Regions from separate parts of the Mus musculus genome. Here region 2 is linked to region 1. Evidence: chromatin contacts called from public Hi-C data. All regions are on one chromosome and are shown on one strand. Each heading gives the region's core, a stretch centred on a gene start, on an enhancer-like site or on the middle of the called end of the contact. The rest is flanking DNA. Distances are from core to core; before and after follow the strand shown.

The links. Hi-C and Micro-C count contacts between places; a contact is called where the count stands out from the background.
Region 2: a contact with region 1 is called in a Hi-C map of cerebellum, with 1.8 times the contacts expected there. The contact joins two enhancer-like sites. A contact is called at or near these places in 16 of 39 promoter capture datasets (the 3T3-L1 cell line, 3T3-L1-derived adipocytes, the C10 cell line and 9 more), 16 of 484 Hi-C or Micro-C datasets (the BV-2 cell line, brain, cerebellum and 10 more) and 9 of 115 datasets of contacts at active chromatin or transcription factors (SST interneurons, embryonic basal ganglia, embryonic forebrain and 6 more).

The regions. Positions count from the first base shown.
Region 1 is chr15:83,768,278-83,775,690 of GRCm38.p6, reverse strand. No RefSeq gene overlaps it. Among named protein-coding and RNA genes, the nearest start is that of Mpped1, 8.0 kb to the left of the region's middle. Within about 2 kb of position 3,815, at least 20 of the 459 cell types and tissues checked have an H3K27ac peak or open chromatin away from gene starts, as enhancers often do. A contact at or near this core is called in cerebellum, where this site is marked.
Region 2 is chr15:84,033,914-84,041,326 of GRCm38.p6, reverse strand. The region is part of intron 3 of Efcab6 (EF-hand calcium binding domain 6); the gene reads left to right. Among named protein-coding and RNA genes, the nearest start is that of Efcab6, 28 kb to the left of the region's middle. Within about 2 kb of position 4,311, at least 5 of the 459 cell types and tissues checked have an H3K27ac peak or open chromatin away from gene starts, as enhancers often do. A contact at or near this core is called in cerebellum, where this site is marked.

The DNA.
Region 1 (7,413 bases), core at 2,566-5,065:
AAGGGGAGGAGCTTGTGGCAGGCTGTGCACTCCACAGTGCCCCAGCTCTGGTTACTCTTGTGCTCCACTCCAGGGTGAGCCAATGGGGCAGTCAAGAGGATCAAAGGAGGACACATGGGTCAAGTGGCCACTGCTGAGGTGCTCAGTGTTAGACATCTTTGTCTTTGCTGGGAGGCCCCTTCTGGTCATCCCTTGGCTGCTGCTCACCTGGCCACCTGTTTATTATTCATTAGTGAGGGTATACACACTCACACACACACATGCGCACACATACACGTGCACACGCATGCATGCGCGCATGCACACACACTGAGGATTCAGTATCCTCCATCATCTTCAAAACTAAACCCTATATTAAGGGTAGATGATATAGGCCACAAACCCTCTTGAGTCTCTGGGAAACTGCATCCACCCTTTCTGAGCCTCTGAGACTTGAGTGGGATTGAGAGCCAAGAGGGCAGCTGGGCTGGCCTGGCATCCAACACTGACAGTCACCAGGAATACCCTGGAGCCAGTCCCTGCACTGCACAGTGCTGTCCCACCCTCTCCTGCCAGAAGTCCCTTCTACCACCATTCTGGGGGAGGCAATAGAACCAGCCGGGGACAACCCTGCCTGAGGTGTCAGACAGGCTCAAGCCTGCCTCTGGGTCCTGGGCCAGGCACTCTCGTGTTGTCTCACCTGTAATAAGATGCCTGTCTCATAGTCTGTGCCAAGTGTGCCAGGCACGGATTCGGAACTGCCTCAGGCTCTCCCCCCACCCCCAAGCACCACAGGGAGGGCCCCAGGAGAGCCAGCAGGATCTGCCTAGCCCTCCCTGTCCCAGCAGCTCTGTGCTAGTCCCTATCAGACCCCTGACTCCATTCCCTCCACCCAGAAGGTACTCAGTGAGCTTAAAACTCCCCAAGGAGGGGGCCCCAGTAAGCACCCTACTTCCAGAGGTGTCCGAAATGTGAAATGGGGTCTAATAGACAGCCATTGATCCATAATGAGAGAGGTAAAAAGAACTTATTCAGGGAGGGTCAGCAAAGCTAGGAGGACACAGGAGAGGCCAGAGAAGTCCAGCTGAGCCACAACAAATGGAGACCTGTGCCTCTGCTCTCCTGCAAGACACACCTGCTGTGGACTCCATTCCTGGTGCCCAAAGCCCCTCCAGGGCTGAAATGCTGTTCTGGGATCTTCCTGAGTTTGTTTGCTCCCGGACTCCTTCAGCCACCCTACAGCTACCCCTCACTAACTTGGCCACACGTCCTTGGTCTGTGTCTTCTCTGGTGAGAGATATGTGCCATCAACCTGTAGCTGGCTGAGACCAAGAGCAGCCCTTGCTGGGTCAAACTGGCATGTGGTAGTCTTCCAAACTCTAGTTTGAAGGGTTCCTAGCAACAGGTTTGGATCTGAATCACCAGAAATGGGAATCAAGAGACCCTTGCACTCCAGCCCATGCTAGCCCCCACTACACAGATAAGGTAAACTGAGGCACGGTTAAAGAAAGCCGTGTAGGGTAGAAGCCCTCCTTTTCCAGGAACAAATAGCCCCTGAGATGTCAAGGGGGCAGGGCTAAAATGTGTGTTTTCTCAAGGGCCCTGATGCTGCCCCCAGCTCTGATTCACACAGATAATGCCAACCTTACAGATGAGGTCAGAGGACTGAGTGATAGAGTTGAATGGGGTGCATGGGGACCCTCACAACCTCCCATGCCACCCCATGTTCTCCTGATGTGATGCTGTGGGAAGTGAAGGGGAAAAGAAACGGGGTATGGGTACCACATGGACGAGACACTCAGCTCGCCATAATCCCCACTGAATCAGCCTGCTTGTCCCGCCCACCACAGAGCAGCTCCTCAGCTGTCCCTATCATAGGCCTTAATCCTCATCCTTAACTCCAGGGTGCAGAGGACACACTGGCCCCAGGAGGATGGACTTACCCAAGGCCATGGGCAGTAGCCTCCAAATCTTCACTTGTACCTTCTAAGGACTCCCCGTAGACCACACCCACCCTTCCCCAATCCTGGGAGTCTAGAACCCTTGTCTGGAGAAACACTCACTGCTAGAACTACTGTACCCCATAGAGTTCTTATAGTTCTCTGCTTCATCCTGCACCAGAGAGATCACAGACAGGGACTGCAGAGAAACCCAAGAGCAGGTACCAGGGTTGTGGCAGTGTTTGGTGCTTGCTTAGCCTGCATCAAGCCCTAGGTCTCCTGGCACTAGAGGAAAGAGGGAAGGAAAGAGAGTGGGAAGAGGAGGGAGAAGAGGAAGGGAGAGAGGAAGAGAAACAAATAAACAAACCCAACAGGTGTCCATAGCAGACATCACTAATTGATCCCTGTAACCTCTCCGATTAAACCAAGGGCACCATCATCATTCCTGCCCAGGGCTCCAGCAGCGACTATACGGGCTTGGCACTGGACACAAGGACCACTTGGCACTCTGACAAGGCCAGGGTTCTCTAGCACAATCTTACCATTCTACACTGCCCTCTGCTCTGGCTCAACTGGATCAGACTCAAAGCTGGCCCAGAATACCAGAACACTTGGCTGAAAGGTCTGTTTGACGACCTCTGGGCACAGAGATACAGAGCTGACCCACTTTGGGTAGACGGCAGCTGTACTCAGGCCAGACCTGAAACTCCTGCTCACAGACCCCACCAGTGTCTACCACACAGCTTTTCACATCCAGGGGAGCCTAGGGGACTTACCTGTCCTATAAGAGACATTGCCCATGGACTTGAAGGCACTTACCTCAACTTATGCAGGTCCGAAGACAGTCTCAGAGCCATCCAGTGACAAGCCAAGGCTCACCGTGAGGTAGACTCCAAATCCTATACTCACACTTTCTATGGGGTCCCCATGGGACACACACACACACACTTTCCCAATCTCTTTGGGTCAATTCTGGGAGTCTCCTACCCTCGGGGCTCTGTTCTCCTCCTCAAATGGCCCTCCTGCTGGGCAACTGCCCAGATGAGATGCCACCTCCCAAGGGCCACTTGTCAAGCCATCAGCTACTGTCATCACTCCAAGGCGGAACAGCTGCAGCAGCCTGGCACAGACCCAAGTCTGGCCACTGTACAGTCCAGAGCCAGCAGGGCAGACACCCAGCCTGGGCACGTGTCTGCAGGAAAAGCTTCAAAAGTGGGTAGAAACTCAAGGACTCAACAGAATAGACCGGAGAAGTCGCTACAGTTCTAAAGTGGAACCAGCTGGGGAACTTGGGGTCAGGCAGGGCAGCTTCCCCTTTGAATCTGCCCATTCCCCAGCCCAGATTCACAGGTGCTGCGGTACCCAGAGAAGTCCCACTAGCAGTCACCCTAGGTCAGCACTTAACAGCTGAGGACCATGAGAGACAGGGTGTTCTTGGTTCTGCCACTGCTCAAGGTCTTGTTCTTATACTGGTGACTCTTCCTAATGGCTGTTTTGATTTCTGGTGCCCCTATTCTGACTTTGACCCTCAGAAGCATCACGGGGGCGGGGAGGGGGCTGGGCAGGAGGACATCTGACCCACAGAGATCCCAGTGGCCTTGAAATTGTTCTATAGCTATGCTAATAGGATGAGGAGAGACTAGCTTAGGCTCTAAGGTCCCTGCATCCAGTCCCTCTGTCTCTGAGCTTTTACCTCTTCCTCCAATGAATGCATTCTGATTTTTTCTGGGCAGACTGGTGATAAGTAGGAGGAGGTGATGGGGGGGGGGGGATGTGTCTCAAGCCCTTCCCAATTCCCTCCTCCTCCATTTCCCAATAAGAAAGCAGCAGAGGCCCTTGGAAGGAGGCGGGCAGCCGAGTGCCCTGTCTGTATCCCCACAGGCATTTGGCAAAGCTCCTCACCGTCTGCCACTTTAGGGAGTGACAGTAGAACATGGCAGTGCCAGGACAGACAGCACCAGGATGGGGTAGCCTGTCAGGGGAGGGGACAGCCACTCTGCTTGGAGTCTGCTGGAGGGAGCTGTCTAGGGCTGCCTCAGTTCCTAGCCAGCAGCAAGGACGCAGAGCCACTGGACAGAGGAAAACGTATAGCCAGAGAAGGAACCACATGGAAGAAGCTTAGGAAAAGAGGCCGCCATCTGGGAGGACAGTGAGTTCAAGGAAAGCATCAGAAGAAGAAAGCTCTGCAGCTCTGAGCCCCCAGTGATGCCAGTAGCCACTGGCATCAGGTGCCAGAGTCGCTGGAGAGGATCCCACTGGACTATGGGATTGCTGGAGAAAACCCCATTGGCCAGGTTTCCAGCCTCAACCAATTATTTGTACTGGTTATGGTTTGTTTGTTTGTTTGCTATTGTTTTTTGTCAACTTGACATAAAATATGATCATCGGGGGAAGAATCATCAATTGAGAAGATGCCCTCACCAGTTTGTCCCGTTGGCAAGGTTGTGTGGCATTTTCTTGATTAATTATTGATGGAAGAGGTCCCAGTCCACCTTGGGTGGTGTCATCCACAGGCAGGTGGTCCTGGGCTGTATAAGAAAGGTCGATGAGCCAACCAAGGGGCACAAGCCAGTGAGCATCGTCCTTCCATGGTTCTCGCCTCTGTTCCTTGAGTCCCTGCCCTAACCTCCCTCAAGGATGGACCGTGATTAGATCTGTAAGGCAAATAAATTCTTTCCTCCCCCAAATCACAGCAATAGAAGGCAAACTAGGAGAGCCACAGAGGAGGTAGCATCACACAACACAGAGCAAGTCTGTCCAGAAAAGGGAGGTTTCCTACTTTACAGATGGGAGGTAGACAGGATCCCCAACAGAGATCCTTAGGTAGCATGCCCCAGGGCCTTTGAACCAACCTGGACAAAAGTGATATAGCCACAGTATGCTGCTGACGAGGAGGGGGAAAAGGTGGGTCTAGGCCCCAGAGAAGACAAGACAAGCATGCGGAGCCCCTGGTTGAGCAGTGAGACTAGGAGGTCAGGGAACAGGTGATGGGAAGAAAGAGGGAGTGAGTGGGGTCGGGGCTGGTGGGAACAGGTAGAGAAGGGCAGGCTCCAGGATCCTCAGAGCTCCTGTGGGGTGAAGCAGGGTAGGGGGTGGGAAGCCAGAGGAGAGACCCGTGCTTTGTCAAGGAACTTGGAAGTGACTGGCATGTACAGTGGAGGCTCTGGAGAGCAGGTTACGGGTAGCCAGAAGAACCAGGAAGCGTCCACAAGAGAAGTTCTGGAAAGAGAAGTTGGGGGGGGGGAGAGACAGCCAGAGTTGGTGTGTCCTTCTAGCCCTTGCTTGCCACAATTTTTGTGAGTCTCTGTTGTGTTGAGAACAAAGATCCCATGTTCACTGAGGGCAGGGGTTTCTGAATCGTATCAGGAAGGGGGCTGCACCATTACTAGAAAAAGGTCACACACACACCCCATTGCTGGGGTGGGGAGGGGGCGGTGAACAAGGAACTCGGTGTCACAGTGGCACATCCCCAGTCCTCTCTCCTGCCTCTGAGAGTCACAGGCACTGTGGTGGAGGCAGCTGGTTATTATATTCCCTCTCCTTGGGGCCTTCACCCCGACCCAGGAGCCTTAGCAGAGCCGCTCCTCTGCCGAGATCTTCACCCCAGCCTGGTGAGAGGCCAGGCAGCCAGGCAGGGCCCAGGCTCGTTAGCATGCTTCATATGGAGGCATCAGCTTGGAGTAAGCTCCTATGCGGTTTGTGATATCGTGGGTGGGAGTTCTCACTGGTCAGCACCAGCATCCAGACGACAGGGATAGCTGAAGCGCATACTGAGGAAGGAGTCTCAGGGCAGGGTGGCCCTCAGTTGGGGAGAGTCCCACAAGTATGACTGTAGCTTCCTGGGGTTCACACCCCAGTCCAGCACTGGAATGTGGTGGTCCCTGGTCCACATCCTGGCTGTGTATCACTCCCCCCTGACCCTCCCCCCAACATCCCCACACATACCACTTGCTTGTTTGACCTTGGATAAGTCTGAACCTTTGACTCAGGGCCCTACTCAAGAATGAATGGGCTGTATGTAGATGACTGTCTGCCGTGGTGATCATAGGGGCTAAGTCTTTTGAACGGCTTCCTAAGAGACTGGAAGGAACTGATCAGGTTAGACTGGGGACCAGCAGGGAAGGCAGATGACCTGTGCATATCTGGCCTCACCCATTATCTGTGTGGAAAGGAAAGACAGACAGGAGCTCACCCTCCATCAGGACTGTGGGACAGACCTCCAACGTCCCTAAAGTCTTTCTAACTTTGACACAGCCACATAGCCTCTGTGCCCAAACCACAGAGAAGCGTTAAGGCTTTCCCTGAGCTGTTGCCCGTCTCTGCTAAACAGCCATCCTGTCTCCCCCATGGAACCTTGTCCCAGTGTCTTCTCTCTGGCTGCAGCCATTGGTGCCACACAACCAGCCAATCTGAAGCCCATGTTCAAAGCAACTGGCCACCTGCGGGCCCAGGAGGCAGAAGAAGCGTGCCCCCATCACTATCGCAGAAGGGCAGGCAGGATGGGACAGTACCCCTCAGGAAAGCCAGTGTTTGTATTGTCAACAGAGGCTGGAGCAGGATTTGCTATGTGTACAGAACCAGAGATGTACAGGCACCAGGTGCTAGTATCTGCCCGCTCCTACCACCGAGCCCGGAGCCTCAGCCTAATCGGCTTGTCTTTAACACGTGAAGCTCACACTATGTAGGGACAGCAGGCTCTCTAGATCTCTGTGTTCTTAGGGTGTTGCACCCTGCTCAGAGTTTTCTTCCTGCCTGGAGTGCAGCTGGTAGAGACTGGTATAGGCAGTATGACTTTATTGGAGATATGTAGTGACGATTCTCTGCCTCACCCTGCTCCAGCCAAGAGACACACGCTCACACATGCACGCACGCGCACGCGCACACACACACACACGCAGAAGCATGCATACATGCACTCGTGAACATACACATATGTATATATAGTAGAAATTTTAAATCCCAGTCTGGGGTTTCTGCCCTGCCTTTGACCATTTAGTTCCAAGATAAAAAACAAAACAAACAAAACAAAACAAAAAAAAAAACACATGCAACCTTTATATTTACAATAAGCTTTAAATAGCACAAAGAGCTGGGCAGATCCTTACCCTCTATGCTGCTAGGATAACCCCGGGTTATTACTTACTATGTTTTATCTGGGCTGTTCTTAAATCCAATTGGCCAGCCCTTAGGGCCATGTTTTTATGGCTCACCTAACCCATAGCAGCTTCTCCTTCTTCTTCTTCTTCATGTATCTTTTTCTTCTCCTGGTTCTCCTCTGACCTCAAGCCTTGGAAATCTAAACCCCACCTATGTCTCTCCTGCTCAGCTTTTGGCTATTGGCATCTTTATTTCCCAAACAGAAATAATTTGGGGTCAGGGACACAGGTCTCCGTGCAGACTTCAGGTCTTGGGGACCCACATTTAGCACTACAATAGACATCAAGACGGTTTACAGATACACATGCACACACATGCACATGTATGCATGCACACA
Region 2 (7,413 bases), core at 3,062-5,561, 270 kb before region 1:
CATATTTATTTTTAATATATGATATATATGGTTATATTAATATATCTTATATTATATATAACAAAATGTATTTATTTATAAAGTGTATAAATAAATGTAAATTCTTTTTTATAGTTATGGCTATAGGGGAGGGGAGGCTGCGCAGCCAGCAAAGTACCTTCCAAACAAGCATGAGTGAGTTTGATTCCCAGAACCCGTGAAAAATCAGACACGGTGGGCATTTGCCTGCAGTCTCAGACAGGCAGATTGCATTTGCCTGCAGTCTCAGACAGGCAGATCCCTAGACCTCAATACCAGCCATCCAGCCTTGTTCAGTGGGTGAGCTCCAGGCCAAGGGTAAGATACTGTTAGTACCCTAGTATATGTCCACCCTTCCCACACTCCCACACACGCACATACACACCCATGTACACTTGTGCACACACACGCTCACACATGCTCTATTGTGAGGGGCTGCATTGGGCCTGTGTCTGAGGGGTTGCATTGGGCCTGAGTCAGAGGTGCTGCATTGGGTCTGTGTCTGAGGGGCTGCATTGGGCCTGTGTCTGAGGGCTGCATTGGGTCTGTGTCTGAGGGGCTGCATTGGCCTGTGTCTGAGGGCTGCATTGGGCCTGTGTCTGAGGACTGCATTGGGCCTGTGTCTGAGGGCTGCATTGGGTCTTTGTCTGAGGGGCTGCATTGGGCCTGTGTCTGAGGGCTGCATTGGGCCTGTGTCTGAGGACTGCATTGGGCCTGTGTCTGAGGGGCTGCATTGGGCCTGTGTCTGAGGGGCTGCATTGGGCCTGTGTCTGAGGGGTTGCATTGGGCCTGAGTCAGAGGGGCTGCATTGGGTCTGTGTCTGAGGGGCTGCATTGGGCCTGTGTCTGAGGGGCTGCATTGGGCCTGAGTCTGAGGGGCTGCATTGGCCTGTGTCTGAGGGCTGCATTGGGTCTGTGTCTGAGGGGCTGCATTGGGCCTGTGTCTGAGGGCCTGCATTGGGCCTGTGTCTGAGGGGCTGCATTGGGCCTGTGTCTGAGGGCTGCATTGGGTCTTTGTCTGAGGGGCTGCATTGGCCTGTGTCTGAGGGCTGCATTGGGCCTGTGTCTGAGGACTGCATTGGGCCTGTGTCTGAGGGCTGCATTGGGTCTTTGTCTGAGGGGCTGCATTGGGTCTGTGTCTGAGGGGCTGCATTGGGCCTGTGTCTGAGGGCTGCATTGGGCCTGTGTCTGAGGACTGCATTGGGCCTGTGTCTGAGGGGCTGCATTGGACCTGTGTCTGAGGGGCTGCACTGGGCCTGTGTCTGAGGGCCTGCATTGGGCCTGTGTCTGAGGGGCTGCATTGGGCCTGTGTCTGAGGGGCTGCATTGGGCCTGTGTCTGAGGGGCTGCATTGGACCTGTGTCTGAGGGGCTGCACTGGGCCTGTGTCTGAGGGGCTGCATTGGCCTGTGTCTGAGGGCTGCATTGGGCCTGTGTCTGAGGGGCTGCATTGGGTCTGTGTCTGAGGGGCTGCATTGGACCTGTGTCTGAGGGCTGCATTGGGTCTGTGTCTGAGGGGCTGCATTGGCCTGTGTCTGAGGACTGCATTGGGCCTGTGTCTGAGGGCTGCATTGGGTCTTTGTCTGAGGGGCTGCATTGGGCCTGTGTCTGAGGGGCTGCATTGGGTCTGTGTCTGAGGGGCTGCATTGGGCCTGTGTCTGAGGGCTGCATTGGGTCTGTGTCTGAGGGGCTGCATTGGCCTGTGTCTGAGGACTGCATTGGGCCTGTGTCTGAGGGCTGCATTGGGTCTTTGTCTGAGGGGCTGCATTGGGCCTGTGTCTGAGGGCTGCATTGGGCCTGTGTCTGAGGACTGCATTGGGCCTGTGTCTGAGGGGCTGCACTGGGCCTGTGTCTGAGGGGCTGCATTGGGCCTGTGTCTGAGGGGTTGCATTGGGCCTGAGTCAGAGGGGCTGCATTGGGTCTGTGTCTGAGGGGCTGCATTGGCCTGTGTCTGAGGGCTGCATTGGGCCTGTGTCTGAGGACTGCATTGGGCCTGTGTCTGAGGGGCTGCATTGGACCTGTGTCTGAGGGGCTGCACTGGGCCTGTGTCTGAGGGGCTGCACTGGGCCTGTGTCTGAGGGGCTGCACTGGGCCTGTGTCTGAGGGGCTGCATTGGGTCTGTGTCTGAGGGGCTGCATTGGGTCTGTGTCTGAGGGGCTGCACTGGGCCTGTGTCTGAGGGCCTGCATTGGGCCTGTGTCTGAGGGGCTGCATTGGGCCTGTGTCTGAGGGGCTGCATTGGGCCTGTGTCTGAGGGGCTGCATTGGACCTGTGTCTGAGGGGCTGCACTGGGCCTGTGTCTGAGGGGCTGCATTGGGCCTGTGTCTGAGGGGCTGCACTGGGCCTGTGTCTGAGGGGCTGCATTGGGTCTGTGTCTGAGGGGCTGCATTGGGCCTGTGTCTGAGGGCTGCATTGGGTCTGTGTCTGAGGGGCTGCATTGGCCTGTGTCTGAGGGCTGCATTGGGCCTGTGTCTGAGGACTGCATTGGGCCTGTGTCTGAGGGCTGCATTGGGTCTTTGTCTGAGGGGCTGCATTGGGCCTGTGTCTGAGGGCTGCATTGGGCCTGTGTCTGAGGACTGCATTGGGCCTGTGTCTGAGGGGCTGCATTGGGCCTGTGTCTGAGGGGCTGCATTGGGCCTGTGTCTGAGGGGTTGCATTGGGCCTGAGTCAGAGGGGCTGCATTGGGTCTGTGTCTGAGGGGCTGCATTGGCCTGTGTCTGAGGGCTGCATTGGGCCTGTGTCTGAGGACTGCATTGGGCCTGTGTCTGAGGGGCTGCATTGGACCTGTGTCTGAGGGGCTGCACTGGGCCTGTGTCTGAGGGGCTGCACTGGGCCTGTGTCTGAGGGGCTGCATTGGGCCTGTGTCTGAGGGGCTGCATTGGACTTGTAAAACCAGAAGCTGTTTTTAAGTACTTCCACAGTTTCTGGCGGATACTGTCTGCTGCCTCTAAATCACCGCTCTGACTGCCGAGCTGGGGTTTCTAGGAAAGCAGTTAAAAAGTATACAAAAAGTCTGGGAAGAGATCTCACGGTGGAGACGTCCACTGCCAAGGGGGTCCCCTGTGACACTCGTCAGCCCCAGGAAGAGCTGTGCACTCCAGCCGAGTTGCACCACACAGCTCCTCTGTGAGAACTAGCTGCTGCTGAGAATCTCAGCGGTTGGGAGAGAGATGGGATAGTGACGAGCCCCTGCCTTGCGGAGCATCCTTAGGGTTCTGATGAGAGGTCCTGCCTTCAGGCTCTGTGTTTGGTCCTCTGCCCCCTGTCCCTCCCTGGCTCCATGTCCTGCCTGACATGCTGACTGTGTAACGTGTTCTCTACTGATTTCCCCACTAAGTTCCAGGTCACATGTCTGCTGTCTGTCTGTCTGGCTTTCTGTTTGCACCTTGCTTCCAGACACCTTACACAAGCTCCACAAAGCCCTTTGCCATAGTATTCAGCCAGTAGCACAGTCGGTCTAGGCTCTCACATCGAGCGAGGTGGCAGGGTCCTGATCTGCTTCGCCAGTCTCTGCCCATCCCTGAGCCACACTGTCTGCAAGACCTGGTCAGTGCGAGAGCCAGCATACCATGTCTAAGTTTGCCAGTCTGATGTCTACATTCAGGATGGTACCAGGGTCAAGCCACGCCCATTTCCTTGTGGTCCCGATGCATGACATCTTCTCCAACCTCCTTCCCTGGTTTCTCATTCTCTCTGGACAGCCTCTGTAGCGGTTGGAATGGGATATTGTTGTTGCTTCTCTGGTGTTCTCTGGTCCTGCCTGCTTCTGGCCTCCTCGTTCTTTCAGACAGACTCAGGTTGCTCCCATACAAAGCTCTTACAAGGCCACTCTGGTCTATGTTTGGAATGTAGTCACCTCTGCTTGCTAACTGGTGGTTCATTTCTAACATTTTGGTCTTGGCTCCCAAACTCCCTGAGGAGGGATCCTAGACCACCTGTCTGGCTAGACCAGCCCTTGGTGGCACCGTCCCACACTCTGCTGATCTCTTGCCACTCTTGCTGCGTTCACCACCATCTGTCACTACCCGGTGACATACTGGCTGCTTGCCCTTGTCTGTCCTGTCCCCTCCAGATGGTAGGCTGGACCTGTTTGCCCAATGTGGTGTTCTTGGCACCAGGAACTGGGCCGATAGTGAGAGGTGCCCTGCTAGTAGCTCTGGAATGGAGAATCCCACTTCCAGCAAAATAGGGGTTTCCTAGATATCCCTTCTTTCCTTGCCCCGCCCCCAACTCCATGCTTCCTATGCTGCAGGCTTCTGGCTCCCACATGGCTTGCCCTACCCCAGCCTCTCTGATTTCCAGATTGTAGATTCAGCCGACAAGAGGGCGTGCACACTTAGACGCTCCACTCTGAACTCAGGAGTTCTCTCTTTAGCCTTGGCCTCCTCTGCCCCAGGTATCAATGGCAGGGGACGAAGCCCCACACTCAGTGCCTTGAAAGGACAATGGCTGCATATTTCTTGCATGGTGCTGCTAGTCTCAGGGACAGGTGTGGCCAATGCCATATATAACCAGGATTTGGAGATGGGGAGAAAACTCCGCCCATTCTTACTAGAAGGAGGGACGGTGTGACCGGGATGGTTATTTTGTTAACCGGAAGCAATCTGGAGTCACTTGGGAGAGGGGCTTCCTGAGGAGTTGTCTGGATTGGATCATCCTCTGGGCAGGCTTGTGAGGGGTTTTCTTTATCAGGCTACCTGAGGTGGGAAGATCACCCTAAAGGTGGGCAGCACCGTTTCATGGAAAGGGGAGAGCAAACTGAGCACAGCATAAGGGCATCAGTCCATTGCTGCCTGCCCTTGAGGCTGGGATATGCCCATGGCTTCAAGTTCTGGGTGCCTTGACTTCTCCGGGAGATAGACTGTAACCCGGGACAGAGATAGACTGTACCCTGAGATGGAGATAGACTGTACCCTGGGATAGAGATAGAATGTACCCTGGTGTATTAGTCAGGGTTCTCTAGAGTCACAGAACTTATGGACAGTCTCTAGATAGTAAAGGAATTTATTGATGACTTACAGTCGGCAGCCCAATTCCCAACAATTGTTCAGTCGCAGCTGTGAATAGAAGTCCAAGGATCTAGCAGTTACTCAGTCTCACACAGCAAGCAGGCAAAGGAGCAAGAGCTAGACTCCCTTCTTCCAATGTCCTTATATTGTCTCCAGCAGAAGGTGTAGCTCAGATTAAAGGTGTGTTCCACCACACCTTTAATCCCAGATGAAAGGTGTAGCCCAGATTAAAAGTGTGTTCCTTAAACTCGGAGATTCAATCTTCTGGAATCCATAGCCACTATGGCTCAAGATCTCCATACCAAGATCCAGATAAGGATCTCCAAGCCTCCAGATAAGGGTCACTGGTGAGCCTTCCAATTCTGGATTGTAGTTCATTCCAAATATAGTCAAGTTGACAACCAGGAATAGCCACTACACCTGGGATAGAGATAGACTGTAACCTGGGATGAAGATGGACTGTAACCTGGGATGGAGATAGACTGTAACCCGTGATGGAGAGACAAATACGTTCTTTTGCCCATAAAGGGAAGGGCTCACTATGGCCATCTTGGAAACTTTCATCTACTGAATGGTTTGCTGTCCGCTGAATGGAGGCCATGACCACTTGTCAGGCTTCACTGTTTTTTCTACTTCTCAAGACTCATCAAATCAAGCATTCCGTGGCCTCTGCTTTTTTGTTTTGCTTTGTTTTGTTTTTTTGTTTTTTTGTTTTTTTCGAGACAGGGTTTCTCTGTACAGCCCTGGCTGTCCTGGAACTCACTTTGTAGACCAGGCTGGCCTCGAACTCAGAAATCCTCTTGCCTCTGCCTCCCAAGTGCTGGGATTAAAGGCGTGCGCCACCATTTTCAAAATTTTAAATTTAAAAAAAATTTTTAAATTTTAAATTAGCGAATTTTTGCTAATTTACTCTTACTTTCTGTTCTATGACCTTCACATTAGATAGAACTCCAAAAGCATGCTTCTGAGCAGCGGGGATTGCCTGACTGTCTCTACACCATCGGCCTCCACCCCTGCCCTTCCTCCACCCCTACCCTTCCTCCACCCTGTCCTTCCTCCTCCCCTGCCCTTCCTCCTCCCCTGCCCTTCCTCCTCCCTGCCCTCCCTCCTCCCCTGCCCTCCCTCCTCCCCTGCCCTCCCTTCTCCTTGCCCTCCCTCCTCCACGTGGTAACAGAGGGAAGTGGAGGAAGGACATTGGGTTCTGTTGTTCTATTGATGGAAATGTCATGGTGACATCCCATAACCCCATGAGGCCCCAGGTCTGGACCATCCCTGGTTCTCAGCTGTGCTGCCTTGATTGGACTCCTCTTGTTTGTTCCCTGCTGCTCCTTCTCAGGGGCATCCAGTTGCAGCTGTGTGGTGTCACTGTAAGCCCAGTACCTGACAGAAGCAACTTAAAGGAGAAAGGTCTCAGGCTCACTGTTGTAGAGATTTCAGTCCATCCTGGCGGAACAGCTCAGTTCACCAGAGTGTTTGGTAGAAGTTGTTTACAAAGTAGCAGACCAGGAAGGGGGGGTGGGGCTGGAGAGGGTGGGGGTGGGAGGGAGAGGGAGAAGGACCACACAAGGGACTGGATATAACCTCCAAAGTCCCCCCTCTAAGTGATCTGCTTATAGCATGTAACAAGTAGGCTCTGCTTCTGAAAGGTCCCACAGCCTCTCCAAACAGCACCGCCACTTTCTTCTAGAAAGCGACCATGTCATCTCAGAGCAGCCAGCTTATGTCTAGGTCTTCAATGGCCTGAGGTTATCTAAGCTTGTCTTTGTACTTTTCTCATTGCTGGACTATCTTCCTGGGCCCTCTGAAGGGGCTCTGGCCTAGGCCACCTGGGGCGAAAGCCTTCACACTCCTCAGGGCTTATAAAAAGCGCACATTCTAAGGAAGTAGCTAGATTCAGGGCTCCCTGACTACCCTGTGAGTATAAAAGACAAGACCTTAATGAAGCCTTTGCCAAAGACCAGAATCTGCTAATCATGAGGGGTGTGCCAGGCTGCCGTGCTCAGCCTCTTAGTCAGCTACAAAGTATCAGACAGAGCACTCAGGGCCTGCACACTGGACCTGATGGGTGCCCTGGGGCTCTGAATTTACTACATTTCTCTCCACAATCCCTGTCTGTGATTGAAGTCAGGATGGTCTATAACCTATTACCTCTCATGGATGACACCTGGACTTCTGAGGCCTGAAGCATCAGTTGGGACTCTTCATCCCCAGGATGTTGAAGCTGCTGATGTGAGCATTTTCATGCTGCCTCTCCAGAGCCAGGCTGTTCACATCTCCAGCCTTGGGGAAGGAAAAGGCCCCCAGCCAGTTAAAAAATTCCCTGCAAAAAAAAAAAAAACCAAAACAACAAAAAAACAACAAACAAACAAAAACCCTGTCACGTTCATGTA